Linked DNA regions of Oryctolagus cuniculus: region 1 is linked to region 2. A link is a contact called in public Hi-C data. All regions are on one chromosome and are shown on one strand. Each heading gives the region's core, a stretch centred on a gene start, on an enhancer-like site or on the middle of the called end of the contact. The rest is flanking DNA. Distances are from core to core; before and after follow the strand shown.

The links. Hi-C and Micro-C count contacts between places; a contact is called where the count stands out from the background.
Region 1: a Hi-C map of embryonic fibroblasts shows a contact between it and region 2, with 2.2 times the contacts expected there. The contact joins the enhancer-like site here to the promoter of IL12A in region 2. A contact is called at or near these places in 4 of 6 Hi-C or Micro-C datasets (ear pinna, embryonic fibroblasts, skin fibroblasts and 1 more).

Annotation. Positions count from the first base shown.
Region 1 is chr4:120,814,857-120,820,678 of mOryCun1.1, reverse strand. It overlaps SCHIP1 (schwannomin interacting protein 1), which reads left to right. Exons shown (of 9, transcript XM_008266404.4): 5 at 5,185-5,302. Among named protein-coding and RNA genes, the nearest start is that of IL12A, 110 kb to the right of the region's middle. Within about 2 kb of position 4,533, at least 1 of the 8 cell types and tissues checked has an H3K27ac peak or open chromatin away from gene starts, as enhancers often do.
Region 2 is chr4:120,705,565-120,711,390 of mOryCun1.1, reverse strand. It overlaps IL12A (interleukin 12A), which reads left to right and starts at 3,474. Exons shown (of 7, transcript XM_008266409.4): 1 at 3,474-3,833; 2 at 4,342-4,487. The coding sequence starts at 3,818.

The DNA.
Region 1 (5,822 bases), core at 3,284-5,783, 110 kb before region 2:
GCAATTATTAATTATATATAAAAACCTTTGAATAATGCATCAAAGATCCATTAAAATGAATGGAAATAATGTATTTTAATTGTCTAGCCACAAACTATTTGAGGATAGTGAGTAATAGATGGAACAGTGAGGCCAGTGGCTCTCAAACCACGCTGATTGTAGATAGATAATGAGCAATGCATGTTTGAAATCCAGAAATACGTGGGAAGTCTCCTCTTGCTGTGTTTCCGAAAGAAAACCATACAATTGCTTTGAAATTATAGCAATTACAAGAGCTATATGCCCTTTAAAATAGTCCTGGCCGACATGGGTGGTATCTCTAATAAATCCAAACCTGAAGTTAAGTGTAGTATGGGAGGAAAGCTGGATTCAAAAACTCAAAGTGTAGACTGGAGACTTGCTTTGTGACCTTGGAGTACAGTTACTTATTGCCACAGTTATGATGTATAATAAAAAGCCACTCACATCAGTAACATACAGCCAGCCATAGCATTTTTCTGTTTAGGAGCCTGTAGGTCAGCTGGGCAGCTCTGCCAATCTGAGCCAGGCCTGGGCAGGCCTCCTCGGGTGTCCGCAGGAGTTGGTGATGTGCCTGTACTACTCGTGGCAGGTTTGGGGCTTCAGTGGGGACAGCTGGCAATTGAGCCCTGTGCCACAAAGCGTCTTGTCGCCAGCAGGCCAGCCTGAGGTGACAGCAGGGTTCCTTGGGGGGAGTTGGGGAGATGGATCACCGTCCCTTTCTTTGCCGTCAGTTAGCCAAGACAAGTCACAAGTCCAGAGTTAGGGACACGGACTCCACCTCTCCATAGGAGACCATGTAGAGTCATATTACACAGTGGGTGGATACCAGGAGAGTCTGTCTCAGATCTGGGGCAAGGCATTGACTTCTCAGAGTAAACATTATCTTGCCTGGAATCCACAGTGATTAGACAGCCTGAGGAGAGAACGGAAGTGAACATACTTCTTAAATTAAAATTCAGGGCAACATATGAAGTGAAGTGAAGTGAGATGAGAAGTGGAGTGAGGAGTGGAGTGGAGAACAGTGGGCAGGGAGGAAAATCTTACCAAAGGATCTTAAACTTTTGTGCTTAGGTCTGTGGTCTAAGCCAGGGCCGGGAGATCCCCAATGGTGAAGTCAGGAAACAGCTCAGAGCAGCCTGGTCCCCATGACACAACCCAAGGCCAAGGATGAAACCTCAGTTCGCGGTGGGGACTGCCCCTCCAGAGCCACTGACAACCAGCATTGTTCCTCGCAGGGAGTAAACTGGTCTTGTCGCTGTGCTTTGGAAGAAGTGGCACCTTTATCCCAAATCCTATTACCGTGTGGCTGGATTTCTGCAGTATCCTCTGAGTCGGCAGCGTCTTGCTGCCTGCCCTCTTCCCAGGTCCCCGCATGTGTTAATGATGTCCCTGGTATCATAGCCGGAAGTCAGCACAGGCGTTCCCTGAGCAGTGGTCGTCCTCACTGGCAGGGCCAGGCAGACAGTGCTGCTCAGCAGTGTCCTCACCGAATGCCCACGCAGTCCTGGCCTAAGCACTGTCACACCGGCACCACCTCCCGTCCTGTCAAGATGGCCAGCAGGCATCGTTGTCTGCCTCTCCCTGTTTCTGAGCATTCCCCATCCAGAGCCTCCCTCTTTGCACACCCCGTTGGTGCTCTGTCTCTCGGCAGCAGTATTGGTTTTCCCTGCTGCGTGAGGTTGTGCTTAAGGGAAAAGAGGTTTCTGGGGGAACCAGGGCAGAGACGTTTCAGAAACGAGATCGACAGGCAAGGCTGACTTCCAGCAGCCTTTGTGCTCACTGCTCTGCTCCGTGCATCGAGTAGCCTTGAATTGGATACCTGAGAATCGTATCTGTACGGAACAAGATAAGCCTGCTGTTTTGTTTTCATCTCCGGCTGGGCTGGAGAGATCCAGGCCAATCAGCCCCCTGCAGCCTGCATCTTGCCAGACTGGTTATCAGTGAGGCCAGACAGACTTCAGAAGGGAGCACCGAGAACAGCCCCCCAGCCCCAGGGTGGGGTGAAGTCCGGGTTTCCAGTTGCCTGTTCACTGTTGCCTGTTCACTCTTGCTACCAAGGCTTTCAGCAGACCTGGGTGGCCTCACTGAGCCCACAGCCAGGGGTGGGAGCTGCCGCTGCGCTCCCCCCAAAGCCGTTCGTCATCTTAAAACCCGCTTAAAGGCTAACAGCAAACAAATCCTCCTTGAAAGCTGAGCCTGTTTTAAGACGTCTTTACTAAAATCCCCTGGGGAAGCATTCACTGCTGTGTCCTGTCAGTCCCTCTTCCTACAGGGAACGCCGTGGTGATTACAGCATAAGGAAGTGTGGGTCTGCCCAGGGCCCCGTGGTGATGATGTGGGACTGAGGTGGTCTTCTCCATTGCTGCCTGCCACCTCTTTGTCTTTCCGTCTCACCCGAGCAGTCCTTTCTCTGCCTTGCCTCAGTTAGGCACGCTGGGTGAGATGGGTGGTACAGGGCTGGGCAGGTCCTTCACCAAAAGGCCACGTGGAGACAGAATAACAGGATGCATAATCAAACTTCCTTCAGAATCAACAAGTATCCTCGGACATTGTGACATTTACTGTTACGGTATTCTGGGCTCTTTTCTGTGTGTGTAATCTTGTATCCTATTGCCAGACACTTCTTTTCAGGACTTTATCTACTCAATAGACAGAAAAGGCTATACAATCCTACATTTGGATTTGACTAGCCTTTACAATGTATAAAAGTACTTAAAAGTACATTGGTGGGGGGAGCTGTGTTGTGGCGGAACAGAGTAAGCCACAGCCTGCCATGCCAGCATCCCATACAGGTGCTGATTCGTACCCCAGCTGCTCTACTGCTGATCCACCCTCCTGCTAATGTGCCTGGGAAAGCAACGCAAGATGGCCCAAGTACTTGGGACCCTGCACTCATGAGAGACCTGGATGAAGCTCCAGGCTCCTGCCTTCAGCCTAGCCCAACCTTGGCCATTGTGGCCATTTGAGAAGTGAACCAGCAGATGGAAGGCCCCCCTCTCTCTCTTTCTCTCTTTCTCTCTTTCTTTCTCTCTCTCTCTCTCTCTCCCCCCACCCCCCTGGGTAACTCTGCCTTTCAAAGAAATAAAGAAAAATCTTTTAAAATATTGTTTAAAGTTCATAGGTAATGCCTTTAAAGATAAATTTATTTTGGTGCTAACAAACTAAATCCATGCATACAACGGGTCTTCAAAAATTTCATGGAAAACCTATATTATGAAAAAACTGGATTTCAAACCTTGTTTGTACCAAAGTGAACTAATCTTTTAATTCCCTTTTTCCACAAACTTTTTGAAAGAACTCTTGTATCTCTTTTTTATTTGTAGTTTTTTCCCACCCATCTTTCAAAATACAGATCTTGCATTTTATTAAATATGTGTTGATTTTATTCTCTTAGACCAACTACACATTCAAGCTAAAATTTGATGGGATCAAAAAGTAATCTGAACATATTAGATTTTTCCAGAAAAGAAAAAAACTCAGTGGAAGAAAGTTTTAAGGAAACAGGTCCCGACTCTGTAGAAGGATGCCTCTGTCAGAGAGGTGATGCGGCATCAGGGGTTGCTCTGGTGAAGTGGGAGGTGTTAGAGTGGGTGGCTTTGGCAGTCCCTTTAGAAAGTCACAGCACCTCTAACATTCAGTCTTCCTTTGTCTAGGATCTGAGTGAGTACAAAAGGGAAGAGAGCTGACATACAGAGCCCCTGACTGATGCCAAGCTCTAAACTCTGTTCTATTTATTAAAAAAAAAAAAAAAAAACAAAACAAAAAAACACCTTTTTGTTATTTATTTTGAGAGAGAAACAGAGATAAACCTCTAATTTGCTGTATCACTCTCCAGATACCCGCAATAGCTGGGGCTGGACAGGCCTAAGCCAGAAGCCAGGAACTCCATCCACATGTCCCCCATGGAGGGCAGAGACCCAAGTACTTGAGCCATCACCCACTGCCTCCCTAGGGGGGCAGAAGCAAGGATCTTGAATCAGAACTGGAACTAAGATTCAAACCCAGACACTCCCATATTGGATGGGGGCATCCGAGTAGCTTCTGAGCCACTGCACCAAACACCTGCCCTGATCAAACTCTTTCAGTCCTTCTTCCAAAACATTGAATTGAGCAGTATTCACCCCATCTTACAGGTGAAGAAACTTGAAGGTCATAGAACTTACAGACTGTTCTTAGAGAAAGAAGTGAGGATGCAGAAGCTGAGTCCAGCTGAGTCCAGCTGACTCCTAACACCCTGAGCTAACTACAGCAAAACCTGTTGCCTGCTTCCCACCAGCCCTGGGTGGGGCTCTCCCTGCTTGTGCTGGTCCCCTGGGGACCCTGTTTCCTCACTGTGGACAGAGCTGGAGCTTTCAGTCATTACAGAGTCTAACAACAGGTGGCAGTAACTCCCTGTAACAATTGCCGTGCCTGTGTTAAATCAGGTTAGACACACAGAGGGCTGAGCCTTTGTGACTGTGCTTCCAGCAGCAGCACTCCCGGCGGCGCAGCACTCCGGGACGGCCACGAAGGGGATGGGCTCCCCAGAGCTCCCTGCCTCGGAGGCCCTGCGTGTGGGAGGCAGTCCGCAGGGCTCTGCAGCAGGTGTGGGGTTCTTTACATTCCTCAGGGGTGAACCTGTGATATTGTTCAGTGACATCACTTGTCTTTTGGCAAGTGCCTTAAATAATGCCTTCTTTCAGAGGACCCTATTCTATTTGAGAAAAAAAAAAAAAGGAGGAATTTGTATTCAGAGAGCTATGACCGTGGGATGCCACCTCTAGTGAGATTCTTTGGATTGTCCCCTGGGATAGGACCCTTGGTGACACCAGGCAGCCTTCTGCGGCTGAGGAGTCCATTCATGTTGACTGACAGGACTGTGCACTCGGTGACTCAGCACACTTGAATTGTAGGTCAACTGTGTGTTTGGTATTGTGCTGGTTGCTATACTACGCCAGTCTTAAAGCGTTTTTCACTTAACGTGGAAGTTGCATGAAAAATCTAACGTTAGGAAACCCTCTAATAAAAATTGTCATTTGTAAGTGGAGGGTAATAGTGGCCCCTCACTTTTCTTATGAAGAACACATAAAACTACTTTCTGTTCATAAACATCAGCAGTCCTTTTGGCTATGGCCAAGCAACAAATAGCAAAGAAGAATGTGTGTTCTGTTTGTTTCTTCCTAGACTGCAGAGTGGGATGAACCTGCAGATATGCTTTGTCAACGACAGTGGCAGCGATAAGGACAGCGATGCTGACGACAGCAAGACTGAAACCAGCTTGGACACCCCCTTGTCTCCCATGGTGAGTCCAATGGTCACCAGCCAGTGTGCAGTGTTGCTTTCCTGGCCATTCAGCTGCTTTTCTGTTGTGAATGTGGAACAAACCTTGCAGAGGTTAACAAAAGAAGCATCTCTTGAAATTGCATGCTCCTAAGATTGGACAGTGATTGAAAAATCAGAGTTGTGACTTAAAAGAATACATAAGCTTTATTAAAGTTAATGATTACTTTCCTATGAAACCATAAATCAGATATGTTCCAAAAAAATTATCAAGGAGAAAATATGCTGAATACCAGTCCCCATTCCCACCATGGCTTAGAAATGTGAGCTCATTCCTTCCGTGTGTATCACAAAAGTTGCTTGAATTATCATAGGTGCTTGTTGGTAGAATTCTCTCCTCTGTATGAGGAATGTCTGCATCACTCACCTTTCCTACCAAAGACCAACAAGTAGAAACTGTGTGAGTCATTGGATACCTGAGATCTGAGGTCCAACACAGTGCCTTCACTTGGCAATGAATACTTAGTTGTGTCTGGTCACTT
Region 2 (5,826 bases), core at 2,225-4,724:
AGGAGCAGCTTACCCCACTGGCTCATAACACCTGCTCCTGGAGTACATGCTCTTAACCACGGTGTGCCTCCCTGTCTAAGGCAGATCTTTCTAGGTGGGTTGCTATCATGAATGGCTATCTTCTTTTTCAGCATATTTTCTAATAGGTTGTTGTGGATGTAGAAAAATTTGGTTGATTCTTCAAAGTTGGTCATTTATATCCAGTGAGGTTGTTAAAGCCTCTTGTTAGTTCTAGTACTTGGTTTATTGATTTTGTGTTTTCTTGACTTTTGTTTATATCTACCATAAAAAATGACAGTTTTGTCTTTTCTAATGTTCAAGTCCCTCATTTCTTTTTATTTTTTAACAGAAATCTAAAAATTGTACATGCTTATTTTGATACATGTATACATTGTATAATGTCCAGTCAGGATAAATATATCTTATCTTCTCAAACATTTAACATTTCTTTGAGGTGAAAAATTCAAAATCATACCGTCTAGGATGTCTTTAAATAGAGAAGTATAAGATTCGTCATCTCCAGCTTTCCTGCTGTGCAATAGGACTCCAGAACTTCTTGCTACTATCTAACTTTAATTCAGTCCCCATTCATCAACCTATCCCCATTCCTCTCTCCCCACTTCCCTCCTCAGCCTCTGGAAGCCACCTTTACACTTTCTTCTTGTTTTAGACTTCATATATGAGTGAAATCACACAGTTCTTGTCTTTCTGTGCTTGGCTTATGTCTCCTAATGTAACAACCTCCAGTATCATCCATGTTGCCGCAAACAACAAGAGCTCACCCTTTTTACACACGAATAATATTCTGTTGTGTATATTGCCCCATTCTCTTTCTCCAGTCATCAGTGGTAGACACTTAGGCTGTTTCTATTTCTCGGCTACTGTAAATAATGCTTCAATAAATGTGGGAGAGTGGATGTCTCTGCAAGAGACCCATTTCATTTCCCTTGGTTAATCTCTCATTTCCTTTTCTTTCCTTACAGCATTGGCCAAGACTTCTAGAACCATGTTAAATACTTTGTAGTAGTAACCATGAGCAAATAGTATCTCTCATACAAAAGTGATGTTATTCCAGAGGATTTGCATTTCATCTAGGCTGCAGAATATGCAACATATCAGGAAACTGTTTCAGAAAAATAGAGGTTAGAAACTGTGTATGGTGGCCAAGAATCTATTCTGAACAGAGGCTCCATGCTCATCTTTGCAGTAGAAGTTGCTTTTCCACAGGAGATAGCTCTTCTGGGGGAGAAACTGCTTAGTTGGGATAAACTGGACTTCCTTCTGACTTTAAATGCACTGCTCTACCCTGAATTCCTACGGCAACTTCGCATCTGTCATTTGCTTCACACATACCACTAAACCCGATTGTTTCTGACCATAGATTGTCTGGGTCCCTATGAGGGAATTCAGAGACAACAACATTGGAAGGGGCCTTAGAGCCCAGTCATCTCTCCATTTTGTACACATCTGAAAGTCCCTGCTGGGATGCCACATGATCTTGGAGCCAGCTGAGGAGGGCCTGAGACAGCAGGTACCACCACAATTTCCTCTTCTCTCATCTCCTCCCCCTGTGGCCAGCAGAGGCACTCCAAGGCCTGCAGTGACCTCCGCCACCCAGGCTTCAATGAGAACCAAAGGCGAGCAGAAGGAAGCACCCACTCTTTCCTGCACCGAAAAAGCTTCTCCCTATCTGAGATCGGTGCCCCTGCACAAGGATGGTCCTAGCAGCTCTGCCTGCAGCACCCGTATAGTCACGCCCACGAGGAGCTCAGAGCTGGGGACCAGACACACGCCTTCCTCCTACACACGCAGGGTGACTAATGCACGGGAAAGAAATGAATGCACTGAAGAGTACCGCAGAAGCCTCACACCTCACCCCTGCAAGGTGGAACTTCTCCCACCTGCTCCACACGCACCCCCTCCTACAGCTGCCATGTTGCAGGCACGCAAATGCCTCCCTTCAGTCATTCTCAGCTCCGTCTCCTCCCTCCCACCCGAGGAGTCACCAAGCCTTGGTCACGACCCTCCTGAGAGTCCCTCCTGCTCATCCTCACTTCTCCACCCTGAGTGGGGACGTGGCCCCAGCTGCCAGCCACTCCCGCTGCTCCGCTCCTGACTGGTGGGATCCATCCTCCACGCTGCAAATATGACCGTGTTTCCCCATCTCAAACCCCAGACTACTCCCACCACCCTCTGAGCAGCATGCAGGCGCTGCCCCCCTGCCATGGCCCATCCAGCTCTCCACCCTCGCTGCACCCCACCCCTGCTCAGGCCCCTGTTTCCCCTGCCTAGAACCTGCCCCAGCCAAAGAAGCAGTCGTAGGCCTAATGTCCTTTAACACCCAGGCCAAGCTCTTCTCCTGGAACCTTTCACTGTCTGCTGGACTCCACAATAACTCTCTCTCTCTCTCTCTTCCTTCCTCTTTTTTAAGCCTTATTTATTTATTCATTTACAGAGAGAGAGGCAGAAAGAGAGGTCTTCCACCCACTGGTTCACTCTGCAGATAGCCACAATGGCTGGGCTGGCCCAAGATGAAGTCAGGAGCCAGGAACTTCTATCAGATCTCCGATGTGGGTACAGGGGCCCAAGCACTTGGGCCATCTTCCACTGCTTTCCCAGGCCATAGCAGAGAGCTGGATAATAGAAGGAGCAGCAGGGACTTGAACTGGCACCCATATGGGATGGCAGCATGGCAGGCAGCAGCTTTACCAGCAATGTCACGATGCCTCCTCCTCCTCTTATATTGATTTATTTGAGAGGCAGAGCGACACACACACACACACACACACTCACACACATATCTTGCATTTGCTGGTTCACTCCCCAAAAGGTCACAATGCCCAGGAAGAAGCCAGGAGCCTGGAACTCCATCAGGGTGGCAACTGCCCACGCACGTGGGCTGCCTTCCAGTGCCTTTCCAGGAGCTTAGCAAGAAGCGGGATAGGAAGCAGAGCAGACAGGACTCAAACCAACACTCTAAACGTTGGATGCCAGCCTCACAAGGGTGGCTTAACCCGCTGCACCATGCACGCCCCAACAGCATTCATATCTCCCCTCACCCCTCCCCCAACACCCATCCCACCAAATCACCACTGTTCGCTCCCAGAAATTGGGTGCTCTAAGAGAGTAATTATTGCTTGGCCAATCTGGCTTCCCCCATCTGCATGTTTGAGAGAGGACCCATGAACACAACACATTCAGGCAGGTTGGCCATGGGGGAGGCCCCGAGAGGTCCTGTTGACTCTGGAGCCCAGCGCCTGGCACCACGGCGGCCCGGCATACAGTGGGCCATCTTGAAGGACTAGGAGAGGCATGATTGAGTCTGGAGGCCACGATCAGGGCACATCCCACATCTCGGCAGAGATGGAAAAGCGCCTGGCGCTGCCCCTGAGCGCCTTCGGGAGGGGGCGGTGCCCGGCGCGGGGCGGGGAGGGGCGGGGCCCGCGCCCGGAGCCAAGGGTTGGGGTCGGGCCTGCGGGGAGACGCGGGGCCGCGATGCTGCGGATTTTCACTTTCGCTTTGGAAAAGGCAGAGGCGACGGGGAGGTCCCCAACGACGGCGGCCGGGCCCCCGGGAGTTAATCCGAAAGTGCCGCAAGCTCGCCGGCCCGGCGCACTGCACGTGGCACCGGGAAGTTGATGCAGAGAGAGACAGAGAGAGAAAGCAAGAGACCTGAATCTTGGGAAAGTCCTGCCGCGCCTCCGCGCAATTATAAAAATGTAGGCTCGGGGGCCGCCCAGCAGCATCCGCCCTCACCTGCTGCGCCCGCCGGCACGAGTCCAGCCGCCTGCTCAGCGTCCGCACTCGACCGCTCAGCATGTGCTCCCTGCGCGGTGAGTAGCGGCGCGTACCGGCTCGCGGTGCTGGGGAGGGGCGGCCGCCGGGCCCGCGGGGTAGAAACTCAGCCCTGGCTGAGCCGAGACCTCTGACGACCCGCAGTCTCCGCCGAAGGGACAGGCTGCTGCGAAGGAGGATCGGGCGCTCCCAGTGCGCTTCACAGGCATGGTCTCTTCTCATCTTGCCTATGAATTATGCCCATTCCATAGATGAGATACTGAGACCCAGGGAGGGAGGTGGCTTGCCTGCCGTTGGCTGCTCAGCCACAATCACCCACCGATTGCCCTGGCCTGTTTCCTTGTTGCGGCCCTGGGTGAGCACCCAGTGCAGCATCTGGGCTGCAGTACCCTAGCTCAGCACTCCGGGGTTGGAGAAAGTGCTGTTAGAAAAGTACGCAGGTAGGTGGGTGCCAAGAGCGATGGGCGATGATGGCCAGAGAGGCAGGGTGGCAGAGGCAGGCAGCGTGGGCTGGCAAGCTCAGCCGCCCCTTCGCTTCCCTTCCAGGCCTCCTCCTTGTGTCCACGCTTGTCCTTCTGAACGGCCTCAGTCTGGCCAGGAACCTGCCCGTGGCCACACCGGACCTGGGACTATTCCAGTGCCTTAACCACTCCCAAAACCTGCTGAGAGCCGTCAGTGACACGCTACACAAGGTGAGCTCGCCGCCAGGTCTGCCCACTTGGCAGTCTCTCTGGCTAGGGGGCTTCTCTTTGGGTCCCCAAAATTGTAGAAATCCATCCCCGGCTGTCAGGAGGCAGGGAGGGAGCCGTATAGTGACTCAATTGTTAGCTAAAGAGTCAAAGAACTCGCGACTCCAGAGAGAGGAAGAATGGCGATAAATTATATTGGCATCTGTTCTGCGCCGTCTACACAGAGGAAACGTGGATATTTATGGTGTTCCCTGCAGCCTGCCAAGGCAGGAGGAATCGTGTCGGCTCTACAGTGGCCTTGACATCCCTTCTCAGTGCAGGTGCCTCTTCTGTACGGCCTAGAGTAGTCCCACCCGCTGCTCACTGGTGGTCTGCTGAGGAAGCTGGGTATCCAGGAGCACTGGGACAGTGCACGTCCAAGCTTCATTTTCTAGCGGGAGAGAATGCAAATATTTACAGTTGCCTTCTGTTTTTTTAGGTTTTATATTTGAATACAAAAAATTTTTTTTCTTTTCATTTTAAAACCGTTCCAGGAGCTTTTGCGCCAAAGCTGTAGCCGAGACTGGTGCTTCAAAAGGTGTCCCTTTGTCTTCCTGCACCTCAGTAAATCTATCTTGAGTATTTCTAGCGGGTTGCCTTGTTAAAATAGTAAAGTAAGCCCCGTGCCACAAGACTTTTTGCAAGAACTCTTGTCTTCCCTTCTGATCTTCTGTGATGTGCTGTCAGTTGCTCCTGACAATTCAATCAATTCTAATTAAGAAGAGGACTCAGCAAGGAAGGCAGCAGTGATAGGTGCCCTGTTTCCTAGAGAAAGGGTCTGTGCAGATGAAAGCATCGGTGTGGGCAGAATTTGCATGGATGCTTCGCGTGACGCTATGTTGAAGGTCGACAGATCACAGGACTGATTTGATACTGTTGAATTGCTCCTTTGTCGAAGTTGTCGGAACAAGCCAGCTGGCTTCTGCTGAGAATGGCGGGGGTACGTGCAGGGGATGCAGAGGCTGTAGCCAGCCCACATCTATCTAGTTTGGCTCATATGTTTATGTTTTTGAGTTGGATGCCATTGAAAGATCAAGCCTTTCATGGAAGAATCCAACTCTTCAGTTCCCTTAAAAACTGCAACATGGGGTCCACATCTCCAAACCTGCTCAAAGCAGTGGTTGCCCCAGGGCTGCGACACCCCCAGGAATAGTGCACTAGCCTCCCGAGGCTGCCATCACAAGTTACCCCTGCCTTGGCGCCTTAAACACACAAAGGTGTGATCTTCCAGCCCTGGAGGTCAGAGGTCCAAAGTGGGTCTTACTGGGCTAACAGCAAGGAGTTGGTGGAACTGCACCCCTTC